Linked DNA regions of Mus musculus: regions 2 and 3 are each linked to region 1. Evidence: chromatin contacts called from public Hi-C data. All regions are on one chromosome and are shown on one strand. Each heading gives the region's core, a stretch centred on a gene start, on an enhancer-like site or on the middle of the called end of the contact. The rest is flanking DNA. Distances are from core to core; before and after follow the strand shown. Region 1 holds the start of Rraga (Ras-related GTP binding A). Region 2 holds the start of Caap1 (caspase activity and apoptosis inhibitor 1). Region 3 holds the start of Mysm1 (myb-like, SWIRM and MPN domains 1).

The links. A called contact is a pair of places that touch in the nucleus more often than the background predicts.
Region 2: a Hi-C map of B cells shows a contact between it and region 1, with 5 read pairs. The contact joins the promoter of Caap1 here to the promoter of Rraga in region 1. A contact is called at or near these places in 2 of 484 Hi-C or Micro-C datasets (B cells and regulatory T cells).
Region 3: a Hi-C map of regulatory T cells shows a contact between it and region 1, with 12 times the contacts expected there. The contact joins the promoter of Mysm1 here to the promoter of Rraga in region 1. A contact is called at or near these places in 2 of 484 Hi-C or Micro-C datasets (CD4 T cells and regulatory T cells).

What each region holds. Positions count from the first base shown.
Region 1 is chr4:86,574,350-86,577,097 of GRCm38.p6, reverse strand. Rraga (Ras-related GTP binding A) reads right to left here and starts at 1,425. Exons shown (of 1, transcript NM_178376.3): 1 at 1-1,425. The coding sequence starts at 1,179. The coding sequence ends at 238.
Region 2 is chr4:94,555,236-94,558,086 of GRCm38.p6, reverse strand. It overlaps Caap1 (caspase activity and apoptosis inhibitor 1), which reads left to right and starts at 1,291. Exons shown (of 6, transcript NM_026368.2): 1 at 1,291-1,625. The coding sequence starts at 1,383.
Region 3 is chr4:94,977,724-94,980,778 of GRCm38.p6, reverse strand. It overlaps Mysm1 (myb-like, SWIRM and MPN domains 1), which reads left to right and starts at 1,679. Exons shown (of 20, transcript NM_177239.3): 1 at 1,679-1,775. The coding sequence starts at 1,714. Gm12694 (a long non-coding RNA gene) reads right to left here and starts at 1,658. Exons shown (of 3, transcript XR_867913.3): 1 at 1,003-1,658; 2 at 1-121.

The DNA.
Region 1 (2,748 bases), core at 176-2,675:
CCCACCTACTTTAGTGTTAACACCACACTAACTTTTCATAAAGGCCGTCTTGAAGATCTCTACTTGATAGCTGAGTAAATAGCGTCCAATACTAAGACTAGGGAAGAGATGAGATAGTAAGCACACGTTTCAAGCTCACTTTTAAGCACATGACATTATGAATATTAAAGACAAATGATGCAAAAAAAAAAAAAACACCGTAATTCAGCATTTTACTAAAGAGCATTTGGCATTATTTCAACGCATGAGGAGGCTGTGCTTGGGCCCATCTACTCTTTCTAGCTTCTCAAAGTGTTTCCTGGCATTACGAATGTTGATCAGAGTAGCTGCAGAAGGGATGGATGGATCTGACATGACCACCATCACGTACGTGTTTGATGTAAAGATGTCGATGAAGGCAGCGAAGTTAGAATTCCTCACTTCCATGCTCTGGAAAGAAGCGGCCAATTTACTGCAGCTCAGCTTAAACTGCTTGATGATGTTGCTGATCTTCTCAAAGCGGTGCACATCTCGCTGCTCTTTGCACTGGTAGTGGGAAATCACCAAGAACGTAGCTCTCTCGAACAGCAGAACTTCATCAGCCTCAATAATCTGGGCAAAATTCCTTAGGTTCATCTCCAGCTGCTGAACGTTGGGGATCAGCTGATAGACGATGCTGGACCAGGCTTTGTAGAGCGTCTCATCCCAGATGGACGTTCGAAAACAAGCGCACTCCAGCGGGCGAGACAAACGCCTCAGGTCTTCCTCTCGCTCTTTAAAAATCAGGTCACGTTGATCTTCCTGAACCAGATCCATTTTGTGCACCAGGCAGAAGATTTTGGCGTCAGGTGAATTCTGGAGGATGGCTTCCAGACACGATTGGTAATAATGCATATCTTTTTCCAGTTCGCGGCTCTCTACGTCAAACACGTATATCAGAACCTCCACATTACGGAAGATGTTGTCCCGCTGGCTGGTGAAGTAATTTTCCATAAAGGTGTCCTGGCCGCCACAGTCCCACAGGTTCAGCACCAGGTTCCCCAAGAATCGGACGTGGGAGTGCTCCACGTCGATGGTGGCACCCAGGCGCCTAGTGTCGCGCGCAATATAATTTGCAAAGATGATCGACCTCATGCTGGTCTTCCCCGACCCGCTCTTTCCCATCAACAGCACCTTTTTCTTCATGGCTGTATTGGGCATCACCTGCCGGCGTCGCCACGGACTGGGCCTGAGGCACGGCCTAACGGCGGACCGACCAAGGATGGGGACGGCGGGACACCGAGCACCGACCGGCAGCGGAGGCCGTGCACGCGAGCTGGGGGCAGGAAAGACCGCGGCGAGGCGAGGTCTCAGAAAACAGCGCCCGAGGCAATGGCCACAGCCGCTCCGAGCTAGCGAGAGCAGACCAGTGATGTGATCAGCTTCGGCCCGGCCGCCACCCACTTCCCGCCGGCATCTCGCGAGAACTCCGAGGGCCTGCCGCCACCCACTTCCGGTGGCGACATCGCGAGAACGTCGGCTACTCCTTTGAGACCCTTGGAATTCTAAGAAACTGCTTCTTCCATTGCAATCTAGCGCACAGCGAGTTAAAATGAAAGGGCGAGCCCACGCTGGGGTTTTGTTCTGCTTGGGTTGCCCTGGGTCTTTGCAGAAGGGGTCGAGTGAACCTGGGAGGGAGAATGCTGCCCCCGCGTGGCCAAAAGTCCTCACACGCCCACTGCCATTATCACCTCAGAGAGATAATAGTGCTGTAGGCTTGACAATCAGGCAGGTAGAGGAGCGGGGATGACAAATGAAAACCAGCAGAAAGAGATTTCGAAAAACTAATTGCCCAGGGCTAGGCAGTTCCTTACCAGGGAGACATCCTGATTCCTTGTTCTTTTTACCTCAGCTTGAGAATGTGTAATTAGAATCCAAAACTCGAGTAGAGGGTAATATGGAACACCATGCAATAGCTTCGTCCTCACGGTTACCGTGTGAACAACTGTTTTCAAACCTGAGGGGGTTAACGAGTCTGAGTGCCTTAGAAGGTCTGCTCACTTAGCCATAGGCCACATGGCCTCAAGCCTTTAAGAAGAGATAAGCAGTGTCATCCAGTAAGTTGAGGCTGAGTCAGTAGAATTACCAGGGCACGTCATATTCCTAAATTAGGACACTGCATCCTTATTGTAAAGCCCTTTCCAGGTTGTATACTACACTGTACCAATGAAGACATTTTCTCACTTATTCATTCAAAAATTGGATGTTGGGGCTAGAGACATAGCTTATCATTTAAGCCATGGTCTCCCGCACAGATATGGTGCACACACACACACACACACACACACACACACTGCTCTTCCAGAGAACCTGGGTTTGCTTCCCAGCACCACTGTGACTCCTTGAAACTGTAACTTCAGTCCAGGGGATGATGCCTTCTTTCAACCTCTGTGGGCACTGCATGCATATGATGCATAGACACACAGGCAAAATATGAATTTACATAAATAATGTTTACAATATGCAAGAAAATTCAAAAGTGGGCTGGCAAGATGGCTAAGCGGGTAAGAGCACTGACTGCTCTTCTGAAGGTCCTGAGTTCTAATCCCAGTAACCACATAGTGGCTCACAACCACCCCGTAATGAGATCTGATGCCCTCTTCTGGTGTGTCTGAAGACAGCAACAGTGTACTTATCTATAATAATAAATCTCTGGGCTGGAGTGAGCAGAGGTCCAGAATTCAATTCCTAACAACCACATGAAGGCTCACAAGCATCTGTGTAGCTACA
Region 2 (2,851 bases), core at 42-2,541, 8.0 Mb before region 1:
CTTCTCTTGGTCTCTGAGGGCACCAGGCAGTGGTGTGGTACACATGTCTATATGTAAGTCAAAACATTCATGTACACAAAATAAATACATCAATCTAAAAACAAATGAACAAACCAACCAAACCCTAAAAGAAACAGTTCAAGGCCATCCTTAGCTGTACGTGTGGCAGGCCAGTCTAGACTCGGAGAGAACCTGCCTCAAAACAACTGTGAATAAAAACTCCTGAAAAGCTGCGTCCGGCTGTGAACAACAATAAGCCTGGAAAAAAAAAAACAAAAACAAAAAACAAACAAACAAACAAAAAAACAAACCTGGAATGAGTCTGTGTCTACAGAGACTGATGGATGAATTAGAATTTCAGTACTGTGAAGAGGTTGGAATTTTGTAAGTTCACAGGCTAATTACTTCATCGTGGGCTATTTTAGCCTCCAGGAACAGCCAGCCATTCCTTGCCCCACTGTGTATCTATCTGTGACTAAACTGATTCGACCGCTCCATGGTATAGGTAAAAAGGTTTTTATTGTAGAGAGAACAGCCAGAGGCATCTGTAAGAGTTCACAGGGAAGAAAGAAGGCTGAACATGGCCAGGGCTATCTGTTTCTTGCTTTCTTTTTTCTTTTGTTTTTGTTTTTGTAGACAGGGTTTCTCTGTGTAGCCTTGGCTGTCCTGGAACTCACTTTGTAAACCAAGCTGGCCTTGAACTCAGAAATCCGCCTGCTTCTGCCTACCAAGTCCTGGGATTAAAGGCGTGCGCTACCACCGCCGGGCTACTAAACTCACATTGTTGAACACTGAAATACTATAGGAACTTGTCTTCCTTCTGACATCCTTTCCATTCCTTTAAAAGTAACATGAAATCATGCTACGAAATTAGTTTTAATGATACAAAATACGGAAGCATAAGACTGTTATTTTTGCACAAGTCCTTAAAGTGTACAAAAAAAAAAAAAAAAAAAAAAAAACCCTGCTCAAATGAGGTCGTAGTGAGATGAAGCAATTTTTTTTATTCTGAAATTCTTTTTATTGTTATATCGTTGAATCAAACGAGGGAATCGAAGGTAGAAGAAATTGGAGACTCAGCAACTTTAATTTTACCTTCCAACGTACTTGTAAGCTGAGAAACACTGAAAGGAATTAAATCTTCCCAGAGGTTGGGAAAAAGCAAACAGATCCGTTGGACCACACGTCACCTTTTAAACTCCAGACAACCTCAGCAGCTGGCACAGCGCATCCGAGCCCCGCCTCCAGAAGCTACGCGTAGTAAAACGCGCCGGGACCGGAAGTGACGCCAAGTCTGCGACAGCAGCGCCGGCCGCTACGGAAGCGGGGTTCTGTTGCTGCAGAGACGGTCGGCTGTCGCCGATGGTTGCAGCGCGAGGACCATGACGGGGAAGAAGTCTTCCCGAGAAAAGCGGCGCAAGCGGAGCGGGCAGGAGGCAGCCGCGTCGCTCGCAGCCCCGGACCTGGTGCCCGTGCTGAGCGGGAGCGCGGGTGGGTGCGGGAGCGGCGGCTGCTGCGGGGTCGCCGGCGGCGGGACGAGTGTGGCGGGCGGCGCGGAACGAAGCGAGCGCCGAAAGCGGAGGAGCACCGATTCGTCCTCCAGCGTCTCGGGCTCCCTGCAGCAGGTGCGTGCCTCGCCTCGCGCCGTCTCCCGGAGCTGCGGCCCCTCAGAAGAGCCGGGCTGCAGAGCCGCGCGGGCGCGGGCAGAAGCTCATTGTTAGTGCCGGGGTCCCTTGGGCCGCCGGTTCCGTTCTGAGTCCGTTTGAACTCTTCCCCATGTATTAAACTTTTAAGTTTCTGGATTTACTGATCAGTACTCCTTCCCCATTAAACTTTCGCGGTTTCTTTTACTTGTGGTTTCCCCGATCTCCGTAGAGGATCTGTGGGTCGGGAAGTAGTTACAAATGCCGGTGTAAGCACTGACCACCACTATTTAATAGATTCTGATTATTTTCACATTACACACACATTAAAAAAAAACCCACAACAACAAACACCTGAGACCCAAGTTCAGGAATTTCACCCACAGTCACAGTCGCAAGAATTTCGTAGTTCCTACATTTGAATTCAACAGCTGGGACCAAAATGTGTTTCTTATGCATCATCAACCTGCCGCGATACCACTATTTAAAACAGTAGTTTGTAACTTACTGTAAAACAAATGACTGTGTTCTTAAAATTCATCGGACACAGAATCAAGGCAGGAGTTCAACGCCCTTCGTAGTGCCTCTTGATATGCATACCTTCTGTGGATGAGTAGCCACTCTTCATTGTTTACTTTTACGAATGTAATTGGGTATATTCTCGCATTGAATGGGTCTCCTTCCATACATGGTGTGTTTTAGGTTTCCCAGTATACTCGTATCTCTATTGTAGAATATTTAGGTTTTCAGTTTTATTGATTTTTATATACAATACCAAATGGAACAAACTTGTCATAGATCTTGTGCAAGAGTTACGTAGACTTGGACTTACAGAAATGAAATTGCAGTGTCAAAAGTATATACGTTTAAAAAGGTGATGAATTCCACTTGCTCTGCATATCGGCACCATATGCTGTATTGACCAAATGCTTCATGCTCGAGCCACTTGGGCTTCACAGCACAAATGAACCAAACTCTATATATGTAAAGCCAAACTGTTCTCTTAAAATAAAACACACAGGAAATAGAACCAAATACTTTTAAAGCAAGACTTAACTGATTTATAGTTGAAATAGTATGGATATTCATGTCTGCCAGTCTTCACAAGCATGTTATCTTCCTTACATGGCCACCCCACCCCCAACGCCCGCCCCAATCTCCAATAGCCCTTGCTAGCCTGGAACTTGCTCAATGTATGCTCCTTAGAC
Region 3 (3,055 bases), core at 430-2,929, 8.4 Mb before region 1:
CGATTAAATCCAACAGGCACCTTTAAGTGCCTATGCTCTGTCAGGCAAGCTGTTAGCATTGATTACTAGATGAGTCCTCTGACAATGCGCAAACAAATAAACACCATGGTTCCAGGTTGCCCTGAAAAGTAAAACACACTATTCAGTTCCTAAAGCACGGGGCCCTCATTTTACAAAATTCTTCTGCCTCTCCTGCCATCACACTCTCAGGCTGAGGTGTGAAGTAAGCTCGTTTTATTGTTTCGTTCACTTATTATGGGGTCCGCATAGATCCAACATAACTCATACATCAAGTGAATGATGTATTGTATTCAAGCTGCTACTGATCGACCAAGGCCGGAGAACATAGAACAGAGTCCGGAGAGTGACTTTTTAGGGGAATTACATAGCATATTTAAAGGATGAAACCATAAAGTAAGGGAGGGCAAGCAGGGTAGGCTGTAGCTTCGGCCAATCATATTTTGACCATAAAGGGTTGAGCATGCGAATTTCCACCAATCAGAATAGGAGCTGGTTCCTGGGCCTGGGAACAAGAACTTAGTTTGACCCTACAGCAAGCTGGAGAGTGTCCTTGAGATGGCTGGACTCAAACTGCTGTCTCCTTACAACTTTCCCTGAGATGACTGGACGCAGACAATTGTCTCCTTCTAAGTTGTCTCTGAGATGGCTGGGCTCAAATAGCTGTCTCCTTACAACAGAAGCTCCCCCAGGGCCTGGGACCTTGAATTTAGTTTACCCCTATGATTAAATGAAGCCTGAAAACGACATGGTAGTACTTAAAAAAAAAAAAAAGAACAAGTTTATTTTGCGGGGCGTGGTGGCGCATGCCTTTAATCCCAGCACTTGGGAGGCAGAGGCAGGTGGATTTCTGAGTTCAAGGCCAGCCTGGTCAACAGAGTGAGTTCCAGAACAGCCAGGGCTATACAGAGAAACCCTATTTCAAAAAATCAAAACAAAACAACAACAAATCAGGTTTATTTTGCTGGTTCCCAATACACTTACCTGTCCAACACAGCTTCTACTACGTGAGACACTGTGCTGAACGCAGGCAGTGTAAGGACTACCAGACAGGTTTTATCCTTAAAGAAGTCACAGTCTGATCGAGAAGACAATGAGTCATGGATTCTAACTGTATGAGAGACAGATTTGAGGGCAGAAAAATGCAGAAGCAAGACTCTGATTTCTTGGAAAACCGTTAAGTTCTTTGCTTCACAGATTCCCAGCAATGATTTGTATGTATATGGCAAACACTCAGGGCAGAGTTTAAAAGATCAATCTACCAAGCTCTCTGTTTGAACAATCACGTCAGTTTTCTGAGTCTATTTACTTATCCATAAAATAAAATCCGTGAAACCTGCATCCATTCCACTGGGTCATTCTAATAATTCACGGTGGCGGGCGGGGCGGGTAGGCGCGCGCGCGCGTGTGTGTGTGTGCGAAAATGAACCAGAGACAATGGATGCCACAAAGCAGGGTCTCTCGCCTGAATGGAAAAAGATCTGCTGTGAGTTAGCCCACGTAAGACGTGAGAGAAGTGAGATAACCCATGCGGTCCTTGGGGAAGCAGCTTTCACGCAGTCTCCTGGTCTTACTCGCCGGAGTTCCCCGGAAGTGCGCCACGCCAAGGCCCCGCCTCCGGCCCTGGGCCCGCCCCCGGTCCCGCCCCGCCGCATCTCGCGGGATCTCGCGAGTACGCCTGCGTCAGGTGCAGTCATGGAGGCGGAGGAGGCGGATGTGGATGTGGAAGGAGATGTTGCGGCGGCTGCACAGCCGGGGTGAGGCGCGGAGCGGGGTCCTGCGGGCCGGGCTGTGCTAGGCAAGGGTCGGAGGATGCGGTTGGCCGAGGGTCCGTGTGGACGGCGTCGGGACCCGGGGTGCTCCCAGCCGGAAGTCGGCCGGGTCCGGGAGTGGACCCGGTGCCCCAGGTTGCACTGTTTATCTCCACTTTCTGGGCTGCGATGGACAGTGTTTAATTCGGATTCCTACCTGCATTCGCGCTGTCTCAGGCGCCTCACAGCATCTTGAACACTGGCGTCTAATTTAGTCCTGCGCCCGCTAGCGACCTGGTCCAGTCGTTTGATTCCTCCTTCTCAGAGCAAGTTGTTGAAAACTTGGGGGAAAGGCAGCTTACCCTAAAGGATCCAGATTTTAGAGTTGGACAAGTCATGTTTGCCTTTTGCTTTTGCTCTTCCTGTTTACTGTCACTCTGACCGTGATCAAGGCATTTGAGGCATTTCCAAGCAAGGCTCCGCTTGCTTGGAAACCAAGAATCACTTGTCGATCTTACTGTTGTAAGCATCGAATGAAATAATTCTGAGAGATGTTTTAGCATATGGAGAATGCTCGGCAGATGTTTTCTTTGCTGTGTTAGGATAATGTAGTGAAGACCCAGTTAGGGGTGTCATGCCAGTGCCTGCAAGGACGGGCAGTGTGATTTTAAACTGAACCTGATTTGACACGTGCCTTTAGGAGGACGCGGTATCCCTCCTTTTAAGTAATGGGGGCCAGATAGGACCTCCTGTAGAAGCCAGGTACATTACTTGTAACTTGTCAGCGACTTCGTTAGAATTCTGCTGAAGTACATACTATTACTAGTACTGCTCCATTTTCAGCCCATATAGTTCATTTGACAGGAGGGCTGCTCCACTGTAGACTGCCAGTCCTCCTCTATAAGGCACCAGAATAAGAAGCATTTTAAAATAGCCAGTGAGTTCTTAAAATGTGATGAAAATGAGGGGTAGTTAACTTCACATAAATATTTTCTCAAAAGTTCAAAAGTTACGTGGATAGCCTGAGATAGCAATAACTCTACACCAGTGTGATATATCAGACTTGAGCAAGTGCTTGTGATGTTTGAGAATCGGTGACCTCAGTGGGCGAGGGCAGTTTGGAGTTCATAAAGGAATTCACCTGGTGTTCAGTGACCGTCACCTGAAAGCATTGGCTCTGTGCCTCTCTCAAGGGTTCGTTTTAACTTTCCTGGTTGTGTTTAGTTTTTCATCCCTTTTTCTTGTACCATTTTCTTGACACTTGAGACTACTGGTGGCATGTTGTA